Regions from separate parts of the Hordeum vulgare genome. Here region 1 is linked to region 2. The links are chromatin contacts, called in public Hi-C maps. All regions are on one chromosome and are shown on one strand. The core of a region is the stretch at or near the end of the contact, and the rest is flanking DNA. Distances in the headings are between cores, read along the strand shown. Region 1 overlaps LOC123449680 (cysteine--tRNA ligase CPS1, chloroplastic/mitochondrial-like). Region 2 has its middle 50 kb from the start of LOC123447193.

What was found. Hi-C and Micro-C count contacts between places; a contact is called where the count stands out from the background.
Region 1: a contact with region 2 is called in a Hi-C map of leaf, with 2.4 times the contacts expected there. The contact joins two enhancer-like sites. A contact is called at or near these places in 2 of 6 Hi-C or Micro-C datasets (leaf and seedling).

What each region holds. Positions count from the first base shown.
Region 1 is chr4H:576,868,077-576,875,066 of MorexV3_pseudomolecules_assembly, reverse strand. LOC123449680 (cysteine--tRNA ligase CPS1, chloroplastic/mitochondrial-like) reads left to right here. Exons shown (of 10, transcript XM_045126977.1): 3 at 309-470; 4 at 762-932; 5 at 1,012-1,293; 6 at 1,387-1,512; 7 at 1,649-1,852; 8 at 1,944-2,126; 9 at 2,218-2,454; 10 at 2,549-2,709. The coding sequence ends at 2,424. Among protein-coding and RNA genes, the nearest start is that of LOC123449680, 5.6 kb to the left of the region's middle. Within about 2 kb of position 4,051, at least 2 of the 3 cell types and tissues checked have open chromatin away from gene starts, as enhancers often do. A contact at or near this core is called in leaf, where this site is marked.
Region 2 is chr4H:576,729,618-576,737,006 of MorexV3_pseudomolecules_assembly, reverse strand. No RefSeq gene overlaps it. Among protein-coding and RNA genes, the nearest start is that of LOC123447193, 50 kb to the right of the region's middle. Within about 2 kb of position 4,261, at least 2 of the 3 cell types and tissues checked have open chromatin away from gene starts, as enhancers often do. A contact at or near this core is called in leaf, where this site is marked.

The sequences.
Region 1 (6,990 bases), core at 2,802-5,301, 140 kb before region 2:
TTAGACATGTACCTTTTTTCGCCGGAGGTAATAGTTGCTGTCATCCATGACTATCAGTATCAGCTACCCTTGTAGGCATCGGTGCATGATTCATGGAGAGTTTGGGTGGTCCTTTTTTAGTGAAAATTGATGACTTAGCATTTATATGTCCCTGTCATTCTATTATTCCTCTTTAGATCAACACTTCATTTTGTTCATCTTTCCAGCACGATGCAATTTTATGGACTTCTTCTGATTATTTTTCCAGATATACTTATTTGTTAGCATGTATTGTTGTAATGACTCCAGAACTTGCTATGGCTTTGCAGATTATTAAACGGGCAAATCAAAATGGTGAAACTGTTACTAGCTTGAGCAGTCGGTTTATCACGGAGTTCCTCGCTGATGTGGCTGAGCTTCAGTGCCTGCCTCCTACTCACGAGCCACGCGTGACAGAGCATATTGAAAATATCATAAAGTTAATCACAGAGGTATTTTCAATATGTCCGTTACTGTACAGAATTACCTCCAACGCTATGATGCCATGATATTTTTCCAGCTTGTTGCTTTCAAAAAAGGATGACTAACTTGCGTCTGTTTGTCACCATTTGGATTATGAAGTATAAATAAACACAGCCATAGTTTCTGATTCACCTTATTTCACCTGTCATCATAGTCAATCATGTGTAACATACTGTATGTGATAATTGTTCTAATGTGACACCACAAGATTTTTCTTCACTTGGTAAAACTCTTCTTGTTGTGTGTATGTTTGTGAACAGATAATCAAGAATGGCAAGGCCTATGTTGTAGACGGTGATGTTTACTTCTCCGTCGACAATTTTCCTGAATATCTGAGCTTATCGGGCAGGATCTTAGATCACAATCGTGCTGGTTCACGGGTTGCTGTCGATACAAGAAAGCGGAACCCTGCAGACTTTGCGTTATGGAAGGTAAGTTCGATACATTGTTGTGTAGAGTTTACTCTTGCACACTGCGAGTTTCTTATTATGCTTGAGTTACCATGTCCAGGCTGCTAAGGAAGGTGAGCCTTCTTGGGAGAGCCCTTGGGGTAACGGAAGACCAGGATGGCATATTGAATGCAGTGCAATGAGTGCTCACTATTTAGGGCATGTGTTTGATATTCATGGTGGAGGGAAAGATTTGATATTTCCTCATCATGAGAATGAGCTTGCACAAAGCCGGGCGGCTTATCCAGAAAGTGAGGTCAAATGCTGGATGCATAATGGCTTTATTAACATCGATGACCAAAAGATGTCAAAATCAGTTAATAACTTCTTCACGATCAGAGATGTAAGGAGATGGATACCTGACTTCTTTTAGTATAGTTCTCATTTAAACCTGTCGGGTGTTTCCCAAGATATCTCACATGTCTCTTCTTTTCAGATTATAACTCTGTATCATCCTTTGGCGCTGAGATTTTTCCTGATGCGCACACATTATAAATCAGATGCGAATCATTCTGATAAAGCACTTGAGATTGCATCTGATCGTGTGTACTACATTTTCCAGGTGATGTACTTAAACATCAATAATATTAGTCATTATTTGGTTTCAAATCAAAGTTTAGGCATTCGACACACGTCTGTCTGAGCAACTGAATTTTGAAGCAGACCTTTAATGTTTGATTGATATAAAAAATTTGCAGACTTTATATGACTGTGATGAAGTGGTGTCTCTGCATCGTGAAGAGAATACATCTGCCCCAGTCCCAGCTGAGGAGCAAAAACTGGTTGACGACCACCATAAAGCATTTTTGGAATCAATGTCAGATGATCTTCGGACTACAGATGTTCTGGATGGCTTCATGGAGCTTCTGAAGGCAATAAACGGCAATTTAAATGATTTGAAGGTATGTTCAAGCAATAATACACTGCTTTGAATGCTGGAACAAATTTATGTCCAGTTCACAGTAGTTCATCAAACACATTTTCTACTTCCAGAAGCTGCAGCAAAAACTGGAACAGCAAAAGAAGAAACAACAACAGCAAAAGAAGCAGCAACAGAAGCAGCAGCGGCCACAGAAGCAGCCAGAAGATCACATTCAAGCTCTGAATGCGCTGGGAGCAGAAATTAAACACAAGCTATCCATCCTTGGTCTGATGCCACCATCTCCTTTAGCAGAGGTACGAACTAAAGCCACACTATGTAGACGTGCCCATTTCCTCTTTTGACGATGATGGTTTGTGACACGAGCAAATGTCCAATCCAATGCAGGTACTCAAGCAGCTAAAGGAGAAGGCGCTGAAGCGGGCAGGGCTGACAGAGGAATCACTGAGTGAGCAGATTGAGCATAGGATCGCTGCCAGGAACAACAAGCAGTTCGAGGTGTCTGACCAGATCAGGAAGGAGCTTGCTAGCAAAGGCATCGCCCTGATGGATGAGCCTACGGGCACGGTGTGGAGACCATGTGAACGAGAGTAGTCGATGATTAATCTGTGCTTGGTTTAACAGGTGACAGTGTACAACGGATGAATCATTAATCTGCCCATCTTATTGCGCTGGTGCAGATTTTACTCATGCATCTTTGGATGTGGTATTTTTGTAGGGGTTCCAAGTTGACTGAAGAGATGAGACCTGTGTTGTGTCGGTGGATGTGTAGGACAGAGTCAAGGGCCCCCTATATGTTGGTATTATTGAGTCCTCCGTGTTGAATTTCTGTTGTGGACCTGCACCTTTGAATTCATAGTCTCAGTGGAATGAATGAAATGTTTTAGTTTGGCGTCATCCAGGGCACGCCCCCAAACGGACGTTCGCCTGCTTTTGTTCGTTTGGGGCGGCAATGGGATAGCCCATGTCCGGATCGGGCTATTGTCGGGTCGGTGCGCGGTCGCACCTCAAATCATGTCCAGGATGGACATGATTTTGTTGTTGCAAAACTCAAATAAATGCCCAAAATAATACGCAAACAATGTTTAGAACATAATTAATATAAAAACTAAGTATGATGAGCGTCGCATGTCGTGCTTGTCCCGAAACCAAGTGTCCTACAGTGGCGACAACGTACCTTGGGTCGTAGTATAGGTCGTCAGGCAGGCAACGACGATGGTGGTCGATCTCTTCGCGATAGGCACGGCCACTCATCGGGATCGGCGGCCGATCCGCGGGCAGATGCCAATTATTGGGTAGGTGAACGTCGCTCAGGGGAGCGGCGTCACTATTCCCCAATAACGTCTGCAAACATCTGCATGGACGTACTGTCGGTCGCGCGCGGGGGCGACCAGAGGGGCGATGGTGAATGCGGGCAGTGCAGGGGCCCTCCGTGGGGGTGGTCCAGGCGCTGAACTGGCGGCGGCCGAAGGACGAACCAATCTTGTGGTCGTGTGCCCCCTTACGGCCGGTGCTTCACCACACCATGGTTGCCGGTGGGCAGAGAGCTCGAGAAAAGGAGGAAAGAACCAGGGTTTGGGTGTTTGGTTTTGAGGGGGCATCAGGACTGGAGTGGGAGCGTGGACTGTGACCGGTCCACGGCTTCCCATCTAAGAAGGACGGCGACTGCTCGTCTGGGTGGATGACAGGTGGGGCCGACCGTGCGTTCGTAGTTAATTTAGGCGGTGGAAGGTAGATGGCCGCATGCCACGGCCCCCCGATGCGGACAAGAGATCCGTCCGTTCGTTGTCCATCTGAATTCAAACCGGAAGCATGTTTGTGTTGAAAATGACTCAGACTGGACACAAAGCAAAAAAGATAGGTCCAGACTGTTACACACTAGGTCGCGGGATTTGTCGCAAACAAACAAGGTCGAACGAATGAGTCGTGCGCGGGAGCGGCCTAATCTCCTGTCAACCGGAACTCGACACGTTTTGCACGACGATGATGGAAGAGAGAGAGAGAACGTAGGAGTACATAGGAAGAGCGGGCGGCTTTTCCGAGGCCTGCCGCGGCGGATGCTCTCTGCCGGTGGCGATGCCCTCTCCACGGAGACACGAACAGAAAGCGATCCGAGCTGCTCCAGTCCAGCATCTAGCCGATGGAGCTACGTACGTTCGCTGGCGTTGTGGGTGCGCCATCATGGCTGCCTGCGCACTGAGGCCCTGGCAACCGATCGCCATGATAATAACTCGTGAACCTACCTCGTCTGCGTGCTGCTTATTGCCGTCCTATGTACGTGTACCGCTACAGTGCAGCCGGTGGAACAGTAACTGCATGCCACCAGCAGCTCAGCTCTCTTTCTGGATCCCAGCTTCAGCTTTTGCCGTGGGATGATGACTCGGATCCCCTCCAGCACTGCCATGCCATTGGCATCGTCCGCTTACCGATGTCTGGACTGGACTGAGCAGAGCACTGACTGGGGTTGGGCGCTGATTGATCTTGACAAGCCGTGGCTGTTCCCACCACGGGCTTGTTCGTTTCGATCCGTTTAGCCAGGAGAGATAAATAAAGAGCTAATTACAGCTGCAGTACATAAACTTTCGGCTTGTTAACGGATTCATACAAAAACAAAAAAACCCCAGAAAAATGGTACAGTAACTACGATGCGGATTCATTAAGGGCAAAAACGCACTTAAAGTTGCCACATAGGCTGCCACGCATACCTGGATGGTCCTGATGTGTGAAGGCCATTTTTGCTGATAACCCCTGAAGTATCTCTGAATTATCCCAACTGATCTGGCATCTACAAGTGAATGAAATCTTCACACAGGAGGATATAGATAGCAGCAACAACTCAATAGGATATAGATAGCAGCAACACAAATACATAGATAGCAGCAGGATATAGATAGCAGTCTGTAACATGAACAAAACATCAAAATAGATGGGCGTCAATAGATAGCAGCAGGATATAGATAGCAGGATATAGATAGCAGTCTCAGCAGGATATAGATAGTAGTAAGCTCCCTAATTAGCATCTAGACTGATGCACAACACCAAATGCCAGCAAGTTAGTCTTTCCATATAGAGGAACTGCAATATGTAACCAGCCTGCAAGTAGTAGTTTTTAGCAAAAGCAATCTGGACAGTTAAAGACTACAGTCTGTAGCCACAAGTGCCATTACCAGCACAAAATACTAATTCCTCCTGCAAGCTTCTAGTTCATGTATGAACTGGGACATTTTTGCAGTTCAGAGATGAACTAATTAAACAAAGCAGTAATGAACTAATTGTCTGGAGTCCTAGGGGCATTTTGGGTCAGTGGAATCTCTTCATTCAAGTTTGGGATTGGTCCAAACATTAGCTGCCACAGAGGATAATCTTCCACTCTTCTCCCTCCTTCAGCTCCTCTTCCAGCAGCTGCTCCAGCTCCAGCTGCTGCTTGTGCTCCAGCTCTAGTTCCAGCAGCTGCTCCAGCTCCAGCTGCTGCTTGTGCTCCAGCTCCAGTTCCAGCAGTTGCTCCAACTCCAGTTTTAGCTTCAGCTCCAGCTCTTGGTCTTGCTCTTGCTCCAGTCCTTCCACCTGCAGCTCCTCTTGCTCTTGCTCTTCCACCTCCTCTTGTTTTTTTCTTTGCTCTTCCTGCATTGGCACTTGTTCCTGCCTCCTCTTCATTTGCAAAGTGTAGTAAATTCAGCAAATGGACTAACTATTGTTTCTAATTTTTGTAAAGTTTAGTGAAGTTTCATTGCACTTGTTTCTGGCTCACCTGCATTTGATTGTTTCTGGACCAAACACAAGCCCTACCCTGAACACTGGATTGTTCATGTCAACTTCTGGATTGTAGGCCCTAAATCTGTAGTTGAGCTTCTCAAGTTCTGCTTTAGACAGGTTGAGATCATCATCATCCAAAAGGTCATCCTCTGGTATATATCCTTCCTGCTCATTGTTATCACCAAGTGCTGCATCTATATTCTCAGTGAATATATCATCATCCATGTCTTCCACATCATAGTCACTCTCATCAAAATTAGAATCAGTTTCCTCTACATGCTCCTCTTCCTCTCTCTCCTCTCCTTGCTCTACATGTTCATCTTCATCTCTCTCCTCTCCTTGCTCTACATCTGCATCTGCTCTTCCCTCTCCATGCTCTTCTTCACTTCTGCCCTCTCCATTCTCTTCTTCACTTCTGCCCTCTTCCTCTCCCCCTTTAGCTCCTCTTGAAATAATTACATCTGGCAGAGGGGGGCCATCTTTGATCACATCTTCATAAAATCTTCTGATCTTGTTCTCCTCATCAACTATCACCAGCAGAGTCTTAGCTTCCTTACTTGCATTGACCATAGCAGCAATAACCTCTTCACTATTTACACAAACAAGACCATCAACAATGTCCTTGTCTGGCAAGCACCAGTATACTTGCAAATCAGGAAAACCATGCGAGTAATCCAACCTGTCCAAACAGTACTTCACCATTGAGAGTGACCATGTGTCTGCATGACAGTAATCAAAGGTTGCAATCGTGCTGTAAAGGTAGGATCTATTCATTCCTTCACCAATGAATATGCCATTATGCTCAAACTCTACTGAGAACAAAAGACTTTCTTATCCTGAGGTAACTGAAAAAATGAAAAGCAATACTCAGACAGGAAACAAAGCACATATGTAGGAAAAAATAGAAAAACAATATTCAGACTTAGACAGGAAACAGAGCACATATGTAGGAAAAAATGAAAACCAAGAATAAATTACTAGTCAGCCTGCTTGAAGAATAAATTACTAGTAAAATGACTGAATATGCAATTATCATCAGCAGCATATAGATGATCATCCCAGCAGTGTTCTTCATTGACCGCTGGTGATCTTGCAAGTGACAGTGACTATTGGTGTTTATTCAGCAAACTGCAACTCCAATTAACTTCAAAGCAACACAAGCATAGAGTTTAGTGTCATCTTCTTTATTTTGTTGGGTTGATGATATGTTTGATGTTTGTATGTTTGTCCGTAAACGTCAACTAAATTGAAAATTTCTTTCAAAATTTCCGTTTGGGTGCTGCTGTTCCATTTAACTGAATCAGAAACTCATGTAGTTCACCTGCCTTGACTAATTAACTAGTTTCAAGGCACTGTTAATCGGATGCCATCTGTCATTGTCGTTACTCCTTGAGGATCCATGCCAAT
Region 2 (7,389 bases), core at 3,012-5,511:
TTTCAGCCAATATTTCTACACATTTTTTTCTTAGTTTGTGTCGAGAGAGATGCATTGTGAAGGAAGTACCATTTTGGTGTATCTAGTTGGTATGAAAGTTTTGCAGTGCATCCATACTCCCAAATAATTCATCTCCTCCAAATGTCATCTCAATCCAATCAAGCATGTGAGTGCTTCATATTTTGCATTTCTGCCCACTGGGGTACATTGTACAGCAACTTCTATCTAGATTCATCCTTTTGAGCTGAAAATTCGCATTGATGATCATCTTAGTGATTGATCACTCTTAGCCAAAGATCATAGTCTCTACCCAGGACTATCTTTCTCACGAAGCAACCAACACCTTGTTGTTCTGTTGTCTTCAACCACTGTGTGGTCACATGAGGGGCTACTGTGCTTGCTCAATTGCACTTTGGCACTCTGTGCTGAATGAACCTTCGAGTAGACAAGGTCGGGTTGAGCAGAGCGCGTGCCACCATCGTGTTCACGCGATGACCATGTGTCTTCATGACAATGCGCGTGCTCTGGGAAGTGGAGCCCTCGACTTCGTCTATTTCCACCTAGCTCCTCTCGAAGCCTCGTCGTGTCATGGAGCTTCCCCGTGATCGAGCAGTCCCGTCTCTACCTTGTCCCCTTCCCATCTCACCGTCATCAAGCATTAGCAGCTACGTCCGTGACCTGGCCGCCCCTGCTGCGCCATGGCTTGTCTCCCAAGCTCGCCAAAGCCTTCCCGAGCTCTCCCCGTCGCTTTAAATATCTTCCCCGGCCTCCTTTGCGTCTTGCCAGCCCCTCAAGTCCCCCCCAAGCCCTCCCAAGGTCCCCATTGCCGAATGGCCGAAGCAGTCGTCGTCGATCCCCATGGTCGATCCCTTCCCCAGGCCTACCCTTTCCCTCCTAGACCCACCAGGGTTGTGGCCTAGCCCCCGCCCCCCCCCCCAAAGCCACCCCGACCCCAACGCCTCCTCTCCACATCCGAGTTGCGCACCCCCATGCCGCTCCAGCCGGCTGTTCGCCAAGATCGAAGGGAGGTCTCTCCATTCCCCGTCGGCGTTCGTGCCTGTGCAGGATGGACGCGACGCTCTGCCCCGATCCCGATGGTTCCCTCCACTTGGTCGGAGATGGACGAAGGCACCGGGGCTAGCGTCGGCTCGCGCTCTGCCTCGCCTCTCCTCTGCCCCCATCGGGAAGGATAAGAAGGAGTGGGAAGGAGAGAGATAAGTTAACTCGGGCCTCGTGCGTCAGCGAGTGAAGCCCCGGGCCCGCGTGGATAAGTGGAGATGTATTTTCCAAAATACACTTTCAAAGTTAGAAAGCGCATTCTTGTTCTTCCACGGCTGAAAATGTATTTTCTTTTGCAGAAGGTGTATTTCCCTGGAAGGCGCTTTATGTGTTATTAGTTAGGGGCTCATTTGTAGATATTTATTTAATAGATTAGTCCCTAATCTTTAGTCGTCCATATCCTCGCTCCCGTAGCTCCGATTCAGGTGACTCTAAAGCCCTTGTTTTCGTCTCGTGGAGCACATTCTGTTGGTATCATTTTCATGATGTTGTCACGTTATGAAAATGACTATTTATCCCTTGCCCTCGTTTAGCCCCTCCGAGAGAGAAAGTTTTCCGATGAATCATTCCATGAGTTCCTTGCACTTCTCCCCGATGGTTCCTTCATCCTAGGCAAGCCACGAGAACCACTTGCATGATGGCCTTACAGTAACCATGGTTTCCACTTGAATATTTAATAATTGTCTGCTCAGTTACTACTCTTATTCCTGTTTTAGCTATGCTTGTGAATCCATGCTTATCATCATGCTATGCTCTTATGCACCCTCTTAGTTAGGTGATTACTTCTTAATATTATTCTCATATGTCATGCTAGTACATGTTGGTGATAATAGTGTTCATCTGATGCATGATTATCGTCAATTATGAAAAGTACATGTGATATGCATGATCATCGCTATGCCATGTTCATGTGCATCCACTAGACTAAGTGATTTATTATTGTTGATGCTAATGCTTCCCATGTTAAATGGTTATACTTTCATTCCATGTTTATGCTGATATCATGCTCATATGCGTTGTCATTGCATCTTTTTATTTTTATTATGACTCGATTTGTTACTTTTCAAGTTTAACCGGATATTAATTGAACTTGAGCACTTCTTGGTTGAGTCATAGTGCCATCGAGTCGAGCTGGCCAGTGCAGCCACACTTGCCTATATGGGAAGGCCTTAATGCGGTCTGTTGGTATGCCTCTCGCCGGTGCCGCTAACTAGGAAAGGTTATGCACGCGTGCTATCTTGTCCCGGTAGGCGGCGATAACCTTGTGTGCCCATAGTTGTTGTAGGCGCCTTTGTCCCCGTTTGGGACCGTTTTTGTTTTGCACAACGGTGGCGAGGAGATATCCACAGTGGCATCGAGGCCATCCATGACTTAGGCCAAAGGGTAGTTTGTCGGAGTGTCCGGGAGAGTGCCATACAATAAATCGGTTTTTTTGGAATGCTGCTGGTCCATCCGAATGGGAGCAGGAGGCCTTGTGTTCCATGGTGTGGGTACAGTATATTAACCTCTGCAAAGTGTATAACTATCGATAGCCGTGCCCACAGATATAGGCCCAGTTCATAGTAGGTGACACTATGAGTCAACAGTAATAATAACATGTTTTAATAAACAACCCTGGTTTAATAAACATTCCCGGCCATGCATGAAGTGGAGGAGCCGTGCACCACTCGCCCCTGATTGAACTCGGCACTGCCCGTCCCCGATTGAGCTCGACATTGCCTGCCGCCATGCGTACGTTACCCGTCATGGCCGTGCGAGCTTCCCCACCCTGTCTCGCTCTTCTCCGGTGCCGTCCCGTCCTGATTCACACCGCGAGTGGCCTACTCCATCCTGTCCGTGGACGGCCTCACCTCAGCAGTGGAGGTCATGCTGGCCGCAATTCGGATCGAAGGCAACAAATTCCGGCATGCGACGGCTTCTTACGACACGCGGCGATGGATTCCGATGAGTTTCAGGTAGATTTCGGCCAATTCCATGGCGGCGCGTTTGCTCCGACAAGGATTGACGAGTTTACGGGATGAACTATATACTGTCTCCAAAACTGCACATATAATGTTTTCACGGATGGATTTACCGTGACCTTTAAAAAGTTTATGGATTGAACAAGTTTTAGGGGGTCTGCTAGGCACCGCTTTTAACTGTAAACACATCATTTTTTTACGGATTTGAGCATTATACACGGTCTGCTAGAGATGCTCCAAGGCAGATCTGGGAAAGTTCTTTAGACCAGTTTGGGCAGGTTCTTGAACCTTCCATGCGTGTGTCTTCATATTTTTCAGTGTTTTATCATTGATTTTCTTTAGTTTTTCCTTTGCTTCATTTTTAGTTATTTGAGTCGACCTTCTTCAATACATAATGTATGTTTCCCTATATACACATCACACTTTATTGATATGTGTTGAATATTTATCTAATATAAGACGAACAATTGTTCAAATACATGTTTGTACATTTTAAAACATGCATTGAACTTTCTTTTGGAACAGTATGAAAGTGTTATGTGATATTTTGCTAACATCTTCTAAAAAAATTGACATTTCCTAATATCACGAATATATATTTAAAGCATGAATATTTTATAAATGTCACATACGTAATTGTAATGGTAAGATTTTTAAAACAAAATAATTATTTTTATAATATTCTGTGAACATTTTTCTAAAATATCATGAACTTTTTTTTTGATATTCATGAACACTTTCCATAAATGTTACAAACATTTTCTTGAATGACAGGAATTTGTTTTTCAAAAATGCATGAACAATCGTTTTACATTGAATAACTACTTTTCATAAAATATCCTCAATATTTTTTGAAACACATGAACATTTCTTAAAAGTCAGGAATATGTTTTTAATGCTACAAACATTAAAAAATGAAATTATCCAAAAAATCTTTGTCTTAAAGTTTTCTGAACGGATGGTTAATGGTTTTAAAATTCAAGATAAATTATTTTTTACATTGTATATATATATATATATATATATATATATATATATATATATATATAATATTTTGAAATAGAAGTATAAAATTTAGAAAAAGAAAGAGGAAAAACGGCAACCGAAAGGAAACAAAACAGAGCAAACAACTCCCTAGTTGGCCAGCCCACTGGAGCGGTCCATTAGGCAAGTGGATGTTCGGTCCAGCCCACTGGAAGCGCGTGAATGGTAGGAGAGCAATTAGTTAGCGAGCCTTCGTACGATCACCCTCACATGTTGCCACTTGTCGTGTTTCAGCCACAGCCACTTGACACGTTCTGAGTGTTCCCTCCGGATTTCTTTTTTTATTATTTTTCAAACACATTTTCGGCTTTTTAATTGGTGTTTTCAAGTATATATTTGGTGTTTCGGGTTTTCATTGGTTTTTCTTAGCTTTTCGAAAGGAAAAGTTTTTTCAAAATTTGCGTGAATATACACATCTTTTTTGCGAGAGGCATGATTTTGCTTTCGTGAGAGATACGGTTTTGCATTTGCGAGAGGCACAGTCGTGTCTCTCAAAAACGAAAAAAAAATTGTTTTTTTTCGGACGAGGCACGACTGTGCCTCTTGAAAACGAAAAAAATCATTTTTTATGAGAGGCACAGTTTTTGCTTTCACGAAAGGCGCGATTTTTCTTTCACGAGAGGCACAGCCGTGCCTCTCAAAAACGGAAAAAACATATTTTTTGTTTTTTCTTTTCTATCGTGGGGACACGGTTTTTTTGTTTCTTTTTTTGTGAAAAAAATTCATCAAAACCGAGGACTTGGACGCATGATTTAAGAGATAAAACATTTTTTAAATATGGATGTACGAAAAAAGGAAAACTTTCAGGTTGCGATAAGTGACACACATGCGGTTCATCATTTGTCCCATTCTAGGATGGTGGCAGTGATCTTTGTATGGAGTACTCCTTAGTTTGTGATTTCGGAATCGTATTTTGTGCCTTCAATGCAAATTAGAGGGAGTTCCTATTCGCTGCATTATGCGGCAAACAGACCTCCCTTTGCACGGGGGGCATCCGACTAGGCCGGCTATTTCAGGTTAAACAAATGGAGCTGTCACGTGAAAAAATAAAACTAACATTGTGTTGTGCAAGATGAGAATCAAAGTACAAACTTCATGCTTGTCCATGAGTCCGAGTAACCATTCCACCTATTGAACATTGTTGACATAATGAGCAGAGCGAACTATAAAGTACTAAATTTTGCGGTGTAAACTAAACATTACTTAAAAAATTGCAAACAATATTTCGAATTTCAAACACTTTAATTAAGTTAGGAGTAATTTTAACAAAAACGAGCAAATTTTAAAATTTCACATCAGCTTTCAAACCTATGATGAAATCTTCAACTTCCCAAACATTTTTTTTGAAAACATGAACACTTTTCGAATTCGTAAATAAAACTCCAAAAATTGAACATCAGTTGGAATTTACATAATTTATTTAAAACTAAAAAAAATTCAAATTTTCAAAACATTGTTTTAAATGCATAAAATTTTCAAAATCCCATAATAAATTCACAAATGTGAATACTTTTTTACTTGGAGAACAAAAATTGAAAATGGGGACAACTTTTTAGATTCCAAACAAAATTTTAGACCAAGAACAATTGGGAAATACTTATTTTTTTTGGAAGTGAAAAAAAATACTAGGAGTATATAGGTAAACAAAAAAATGAAACCAATTTTTTCCCAAAATATTTGAACATTTTTAGAATTTGTTAACAAAATTAAAAGAACGAAAATAACTTTAGATTACGTGAACAAAAATTTAAAAACAAGAACATATTTTGAATTTGCAAGCAATTTAAGAAAGTAGGAACATTTTTTAAATCCCGCTCATTAGTTGAAAAGTTCCTAATATATTGAATACAAACCCTTAATTTTTTTAAATAAGAATATTTCTTGAAATGCCCAATTTTTTTTCAAAATGCGAACATTATTTGAATTTATTAAACTTGTGAACTAAATATTTTTTTTCAATATGAGATTTTTTGAATAATGCGAATAATTTTCTGAAATGCCCGAATAGTTTTTTTAAAATGCTTTTATACAAAGTACAAAAAAACATTCACATCATTTGTTGAAAAATAATAACATTTTTTGAAATGATGAACATTTTTTTAAATCCTGAATTTTGAAAGTTATGGATAGATTTTGAAAAACTACAATTATTTGAAATTATTTTAAAATAAAATAAAAAAGAAGAAGCGTAAAAAAAGAAAAATACGAAATACAGAGAAAAAACAAAAGGTTCCCAAAGCCGGCTCGCCAGTTGCGGTTGTAGATGCAGTGTCTATGCAAAACTCGGTTGGCCCATCGCGTTACTGGTCGATCGCACGCCTGTGTGAATTGCCGGCAGTTTCACGCAAAGCACGTCAAATAGGGTATTCCCCAAATAGATGTATTTGGTACGTGGCACAATAACGTGATACAAAAAGGCCAACCTATTAAGGGTCTATTTGTTTAGGCTTTGGCCTTTTCTTTTACAATTTTTCATTTTTATCTAAAAGTCAAAAAAGGTTCTAAATAGAAATTTTTGGAGCTTTTATGGCTTTTGATGCTGAATATAAAAAGGCATAAAAGCTCTTAAATAGGTGTTTTTGGAGCTTTTATGATTTTTGAAGATAAATATTCTTATATGATCCATCAAAGTCATAAAATCTCCAAAATCACATATTTAGAAGCTTTTATAGCTTTTGCCCAAATTGAAAATGCTGCAAAAGCACAACACAAACACGGCCTAAGCACAGTAGGAATGGTCTTAGTCTCCTTACATTTTTTTGGTTGACCTTTTTCCTGTTTGATTTATCACGGATATTAGGAGGAATTTTTATTTCTATTTATATTTTCCATTTTGAGTTTCAAGAAGATTTTATTTTCATATTAATGTCATTTTCCCGAATTCATAAACCTATTTTCTCAAATTCATGAACATTTTCAAGTATTGTTTCTCAGATTTTTAAAGTTATTCTAATTCTTGAAAATTTTGTCTCAACTTCGTATACTTTTTTCAAGTTCTTGAACTTTTTGGCTCAAATATGCCAACTTTTTAATTTTCTGAACTGGTTCATTAGAAATTTATGAAAAAATTTAAAATTACATTTTTCCTCAAACACGTGTCTTTTTCAAATTCATGAAAACTATTAGTCATATTTTTTTAGATTTTCTAAATTCATGAACTTCTAAAAAATATATGAATTCTGAAATTCGTGAAGTATGATTTGAAAATCTTGAACTCTTTGAATTATGTGACCTTTTTATCGAATTCATGAATATTTTGCCAATTAGTAACCTTTTCATTTCGTTATATTCTTGCCAATCTATGAAACTTTTTTCTGTTTCTTAA